Regions from separate parts of the Sus scrofa genome. Here region 2 is linked to region 1. The links are chromatin contacts, called in public Hi-C maps. All regions are on one chromosome and are shown on one strand. Each heading gives the region's core, a stretch centred on a gene start, on an enhancer-like site or on the middle of the called end of the contact. The rest is flanking DNA. Distances are from core to core; before and after follow the strand shown. Region 1 has its middle 9.8 kb from the start of TET1. Region 2 overlaps TET1 (tet methylcytosine dioxygenase 1).

Region 1 (3,049 bases), core at 147-2,646:
GTCCTCACCTCCTTCCATGATTGAATGCAGCATTACAAGGGCAGAGATTTTCCCCAAAGTAAGGAACTGTGTCTGATAAGTAGTATGGACTCAACTAACTTGGATGGAATTAAGAGAATGAGCATTGCCATGGATATTTTTCTACATCTTTGTGATTTTCTCAATGCTGTACTTTTAAAAGTTACTAATTTCAATTAATTAGCAAAAGCCAGGATATTGCTAGTCCATGACAGTCTTTCTCCTTTTGTTGCCTTAAGAAAATCAAGTTTTGAGTCACATTCTCTCAATATTCTGTTCAGTTAGGTCCTAGGAGATTTTGTCTGACAAGATATTAACAATCAGGCTTTTGGAAACATTGACTGAGAAGAGTCCATTTTTACAAATAACATTTATTTTAAACACCACATTTCTTTCTCCAATCAAGTTTTCTGACTGTAGCACTGAAAACACTGTAGGGCAATCACTAATTTGTTCTGCTTGCCAACCCGGAATGTGTGTTCCTCCTGGGTATGAGGCAAATTTTACTTAACTGTATGCCTAGATCCTAGCTCAAGAATAAACTTGAATTAATCAATCAATGAGGAAGGTTAAAAGTTTAGGCATCTTTTTCAAAAGAGCAATCTGGTTATGCTTATTAAAACAGATACAACAAAGAATAAAAATGATGTGCAAAACGGGGGTAGAATAGTGTGAAAGGCAATAATAGAATGAGTCTTTCTCTTCTGTTGACGTTTGACCTGGGAGGAATGATTGTTCCATGAACAGCATTTTCCTTACCACAGTGACTCCATTAAAGATCTAGGTTCCTATTGCTGTTTAATAACTGACTGCTGGAAGAAACAACAGTCATCAAACATTTCAGGAGAAATTGAGATGCCTCAGTCAGTCTTTTGGGGTAATGCCACTGGTTATTCCTCCTAATGATGAAAACTTACTTCTTCTCGTGCCTTCATTTCTTCCTCCGTAAAGTGAATTACCGCCAAGGTACAGGGGCATATAACTAACAAAAATGTTATGATGACCTTTGCAGACATCAAGCTCTGAGTCAGGGAACACAACCCTCCTCTGGCTTCTCTCTTAGGTGCTGAGGGCAGTTTTCCATTGCTTGCGACCCAGATATTGCTCGATGGTGTCATCCCTGACCAGGCATCCCGTTAATGTATCTACAAACATCCATTTAGAGCCCCTAAAACTTTTCTCTCAGCCCGACAGCCCCTAGGAAAAAAGATAATGACAAGAAAACCTTGACACCTCACCCCCTCCTCTCCCTCTCCAACATTTTCCTTTGACCTAAAAAAAAAAAAAAAAAAAAAATTGGGCCGGAGGAGGGCCAAGGGGGCGGGGTAAGGGTCGAGAGGGGAGTCCAGCTCCAGTTTGGGGAAATCCAGCTCGCGTTTTGCCTCTCTCTCAGCGGTGCAGGGTCCAGGGAAGGCAGAGCTTCACTCCCCGAGGTCTGTCCTGGGGAGACACTGCTACTCCGGGGGGCTGACCTGGCGGGGAGTGGAAGAGCAGTCTGCTCCCGCGCCGCTTTGTGAGCGCAGCGGCTGGGCCCCTCTGCTCCAGGGTCTGCCCCCCCGGGACGCCCCCTGCCCCGCCCCAGTCATGCAACTCTACCTGCCTCTTCACTGTGGACCTTTGGGAAGCAGCCGCCCACTCCGGGGGCTCGGGCCCTGACCCTGCCAGGCGGCCGGTAGGTGTCCGCCCCGGGCCCGCCCGCGCCTTTCGCGCTCGCCGGGGCCCCGGGGCTCCGAAGTTTTTGGGGACCAGCGCAAGTTGGAAAGTTTGCCTGAGGGCTAGTACAGGCTTGGAGCTCGGGGGACCCGCGCTGCCCTCGGAGCCTGAGTGGGCCAGTGGTGAGTTGGAGCCGGGGCAGAGGGCAGGGGTCCGGAGACCGTACGCCGAGGCCGGAAGGGGTGGCGAGGGGCAGTGAACTGCTGGGGCTGGACGAGGGCTGGGGCTCGGCGTCCTAGGGTCCACCGGAGCTTCAGGGTGGGCCCGCTCCCCGCGGCGACCCCCCGCCCAGGGCCGCTTGGGGCGCTTTTGTTGCGGGTGGTAAACAATGCCCCTGGCCGGAGGACGCTGCCGCCAGCCCCGAGGCCGGGCTGCTGCACAGGGTGGGGAGAGCGGGGGCGCCCTGGGCTAGGACCCTGGGCCCCGCTGGAAACCGGATTGGGGAGGGCAAGTGTGGCCTGGGGAGATCCCGGACTGTGCGCGCTAATGATCCTCTTAGGAGAATCCGAGGTCCGGGTGACTCCGGCTGAGGAAGGGGAAGAGTTTGGTCAAGTTTCTGATGGGGAGCCTGGGCTGACCCTTGCTGGAGCATATCCCCAGACAAGCTTTCTCCCTTCCCCATGCTCATATAGGGGGCCGCTTCGTTGGGAAAACATTTGGCACTTGTCTCCTTTCGGGGAGGGGGCTTCAGGGACGGAAGTTTTGGAGTGAAGGTAGTAGGGGAGTCTTGCCAGAGGTTGACCCGGAATTAAGCCAATCCGGGAAGAAGAGAGTAGGGAAGAGAATAGTGTTCTGTCAAAATGACCTTCTAAAAACTCCGATGTGCGCTGCTCGGTTGCGGAACGCGCTGGCTTGCCTTCGCATCGGTCCCACTTCCCTCCAAGGGTGGGAAGTGCGCAGAGCTGGGGTGCGGGGACCCGCCGTGCGGCACGTGAGGGGCTGGGGCCGGAGGTGGCAGGGGCCGCTGCCACTTCACGTGTCGGGGGGAGGGACTGGGCTAGATTTCTCTCCCTCTCTCCTCTCTTCCTTCCCTCCCATCCCTCCCTCTCACCCACACTCCCAAAGGATTCGGCGTCTAAGGGCTGTGAGCAATCCATATATTTCTACAAAAAGTGGTCAGGAAGTTGCTGGCCGGCCACAGGCCAATTTCCACGGTGATGGGGAACACAAATTGGGTATTTCTGACCCAATAAAAATCAATGTATAACAAGAGAACAGGTATCTTTGAACTAGGAATCTTTCCCCCGCCCCCAACTCCTCGTCCTCCTTAACTAACCAGCTTCTGCTGGTCGCTCCAGTGCCTCTTCCCCTCTTCCAC
Region 2 (3,082 bases), core at 295-2,794, 47 kb after region 1:
AGCTTTTTAGTGTGGGTTCAGTGTACTTGAAGTTGCCATGGTGGATGTGGTGAGGTTAGGATCCACTGGTTTTGCATGTTTCTCACATTTGTTAAAAAGTTTGAGGGTGGGTGCATGAGGGAGAGGTAGTTTAAAGTGGGAAAACAATACATGTTGCACTTCCCATTCCAACAAGAGAAGCGTGCTTTTGTGGCAAACCGAAAGTCTGGGAATCAAGGGTGATGAAATACAGGCTTTCCGGCCCTCACTCTGTTCCTGATTTCTGGTTGTGGGAATCTGTTCTGAATCCAACTGCAAGTGGAAAACCTATCTTTGGCTGAGCAGCCAGAGAGGCCCTCTTGCCAATCCCCCAAATGTGCCGCTGAAACTCTGGCCCTGTGAGGATGTCTTCCCAAGATCTGTGCAGCTGTCAAGGTGGCTGTGATGGGACTGTGACTGGCCTCTGCACTGCATTTTGGCAGTGACCTTGAGACCTGCCAGCTCAAACAGCTGTCCTGGTTCTTCCTCCGCTGCCACTGTTGCATGTCCTGGAGACTGAAGGGAGGGAGCTAAACTCCTCTGGCTCTGTCATTCCCAGGGTCTGGCAAGTCCCAACTGTGGTGCCCGGCTCTCCCAGTGCCTACCACCCACTGGGCATGGGGGCCATCCAGGTGTGTGACTGTGGGTGGCTGCTTGTTTCGCCGCTGGCTCAGCTCCCCATCTCTGGGAAGTAAGTGGCTCTGTCTGACCATCAGCCTGTGCGCAGGCAGGCTCCACGTGGAAACCTGCTTGGCAGCTCTGTGGAGAGATGCTCAGTGACAATTGATGATCTTGGGAGACAGAGGAGCCAAAAGTGCCCCTTCTGCCCCAGAGGTCTAAGTCTGCCTTCTGGAAGGGATGGATTTCTTTGGGAGATGAAGGTCATCAGAAATGTCCAGAACAAGAGAAAGAAATGTTTTTGAAATCTCCAGCCACTCAGAGTGGCAAATGTATTTTGAAAACTCCTCCCCCCTCCTTGTCCTCAGCCTGTCCTTTTCCTTTTAAGTGGCCTTATTATTATTTTTTAATCCGCCTTTGTCACTGGACATTTATTGACAGAAATCAAATTGCTGTGTTTCTGGGCAAAGCGCCTGCTGCAAAGAGGTGTGGTTCCCGAGGAATGAGACACGCAGCCCAACAGCTGAGCCTACACTGTCCTCATATAACCTCCCTGCCTTAAATATCGCCAATATTTAGCCTTGCCTTATAAAGTAAAAATGCACAATACCTTCCAGAGTTTCAGCAAGCCCAAATGCCCCCCTCAGCTCGGTTATATCTCCTGTACGTTGGAGGCAGGGCCTCGCACCCCTCCCCCCACCCCGTGCAGACCTGCCCTCGGAGCCACCCAGAGGTTACTAATCAGGGAGACTCCGCCATCGATCCGATGGTGGAGACCTGGGGGATTTGTGTGCATTGTTTTTGCTGAAGCCTCCTGTGATTTCGGCGCGACCAGATCCTCTGCAGAGAACTCCATGTCGCAGCTTGTGGCTGCCTGTGTCCTGTGGTGAGAGCGGAGCTGCACAGGAGATCCTTTGTCTAGGAAGGCTAGGCAGAGATCACTTTGGAGTTTCTAAGCTCTGCATTGCCATTGGCTGCACTCTTTGTGGGGCTGTTTTTGCAAAAGGCATGCCCAGCACGTCTACAGTGCTGGCAGGCCAGGGCTGCCTTTAAACACCATGATAATAATACCAAAAAGCAGTTTGCAGAACTGTTCCACTGTAGAGGCTTCCTCTGCAGAAGCAAGCAAGATGGCTACCTCGTGGGCTTCGCTGTGAAGAATGCAGAGGCTAATTAAGACAGACTTTAAGGGGAAAAAAGGGTATTTCCCTACTTCATCTTTATGCAAGGCTTTTTTTCAGTGACTTTTAAAATATACATTTTACATAAGCTCTTTAGGTTCTGCCTAGCAAACATGTTGATGATTTTAGATGGTCTAAGTAGTTTTATAGAGAAATAGCCAAAAATTTTGGGGGGGTGGGAGCTAATTTTTTCTCTTAAACGGAGGCTCATTTTGCAATTTGATTTTTTTTAGGTTATAAAGGAAAACAAGAGGCCCCAGAGGGAAAAGAAGCCCAAAGTTTTAAAGGTAATCAGCTATTGATTAAATCATATTTATTTTTTTCCATTTCATATAGTATTTTTCTGTCACTTAGGGGTAAATTTGGAGTAGTGGATGTGAATTCTCCTGGATTTTCAGTAGATTAATGAATTTTTACTCAACTAAAGTGTTTTTTTTTCTCTCTCTCTCTCTTTTTTGATGTGCTGCATAATGTGCATATTAGCATCCTTTATTTTCAACTCCACACAAGTCTGCAGAAGGAAAACTTTATATGCAAAGTGTTGTGAATAAAATTTGTGGGTTTTTTGGTAGCTCCCTTTGTAGCATCTGCATTTGTGGTGCTGCACCAGTGTGTAAACTTAAGCTCTTAAGGAGAAAGACACTATTTAAAGTTGACAGCTATAATCCATTGTGATTTTAACAGACCTTCCATTAGATACTATTTTAAAATGTGTTATTTTTCTTTCCAAAGGAAAAGGTTCTTGGAGGTTTTAGTTCAACTTAAAATATGTAAGCCATTGAGATTTTACAGCCAAATTACAATTGCTTAATCTCATTATATCACCTTTAGTTTTGGCATTCAAGGAGCTCTAGGAATGTGCATATATTTTTTTATTTTCAGTAGTTTGCCTAATGAGTATTTAGTAGTTACTTAATTCAATTATAAGCTAGCCATTTGTGTCATGAGCTTTGTACAGTAGTTAAAAGGGTTAATTTAAAAGCATATGGCATTACTAAAAGTTCAAAGCTAGCTTTAGTTTAGCACATAGGTGTTAAAGGTTTCAAGTTGTATATTGCTATTATAAATGGAAGCAACCTGAGCAAGCAACCTTTTTAATTCAAGAAGACACATTAAGCAATAAAATGATTGGTCTTTAAAATTATATTGTTTCTATATAAATTAAAAATATTTTAATCTTAGCTTTTCTTTTGCAAATAAAGTTTTGGCACTCAGAGAGGAACAACATGTTTGAACTATAGATGTAGCACAGTTTTTAATCTCAT

Evidence for each region. Hi-C and Micro-C count contacts between places; a contact is called where the count stands out from the background.
Region 2: a contact with region 1 is called in a Hi-C map of skeletal muscle, with 12 times the contacts expected there. The contact joins two enhancer-like sites. A contact is called at or near these places in 3 of 5 promoter capture datasets (fetal liver, fetal skeletal muscle and liver), 14 of 47 Hi-C or Micro-C datasets (alveolar macrophages, brain, embryonic fibroblasts and 9 more) and 1 of 2 datasets of contacts at active chromatin or transcription factors (skeletal muscle).

Annotation. Positions count from the first base shown.
Region 1 is chr14:71,664,360-71,667,408 of Sscrofa11.1, forward strand. No RefSeq gene overlaps it. Among named protein-coding and RNA genes, the nearest start is that of TET1, 9.8 kb to the right of the region's middle. Within about 2 kb of position 1,397, at least 58 of the 83 cell types and tissues checked have an H3K27ac peak or open chromatin away from gene starts, as enhancers often do. A contact at or near this core is called in epiblast stem cells, fetal liver, fetal skeletal muscle and 5 more, where this site is marked.
Region 2 is chr14:71,711,602-71,714,683 of Sscrofa11.1, forward strand. The region is part of intron 1 of TET1 (tet methylcytosine dioxygenase 1); the gene reads left to right. Among named protein-coding and RNA genes, the nearest start is that of TET1, 37 kb to the left of the region's middle. Within about 2 kb of position 1,545, at least 72 of the 83 cell types and tissues checked have an H3K27ac peak or open chromatin away from gene starts, as enhancers often do. A contact at or near this core is called in epiblast stem cells, fetal liver, fetal skeletal muscle and 5 more, where this site is marked.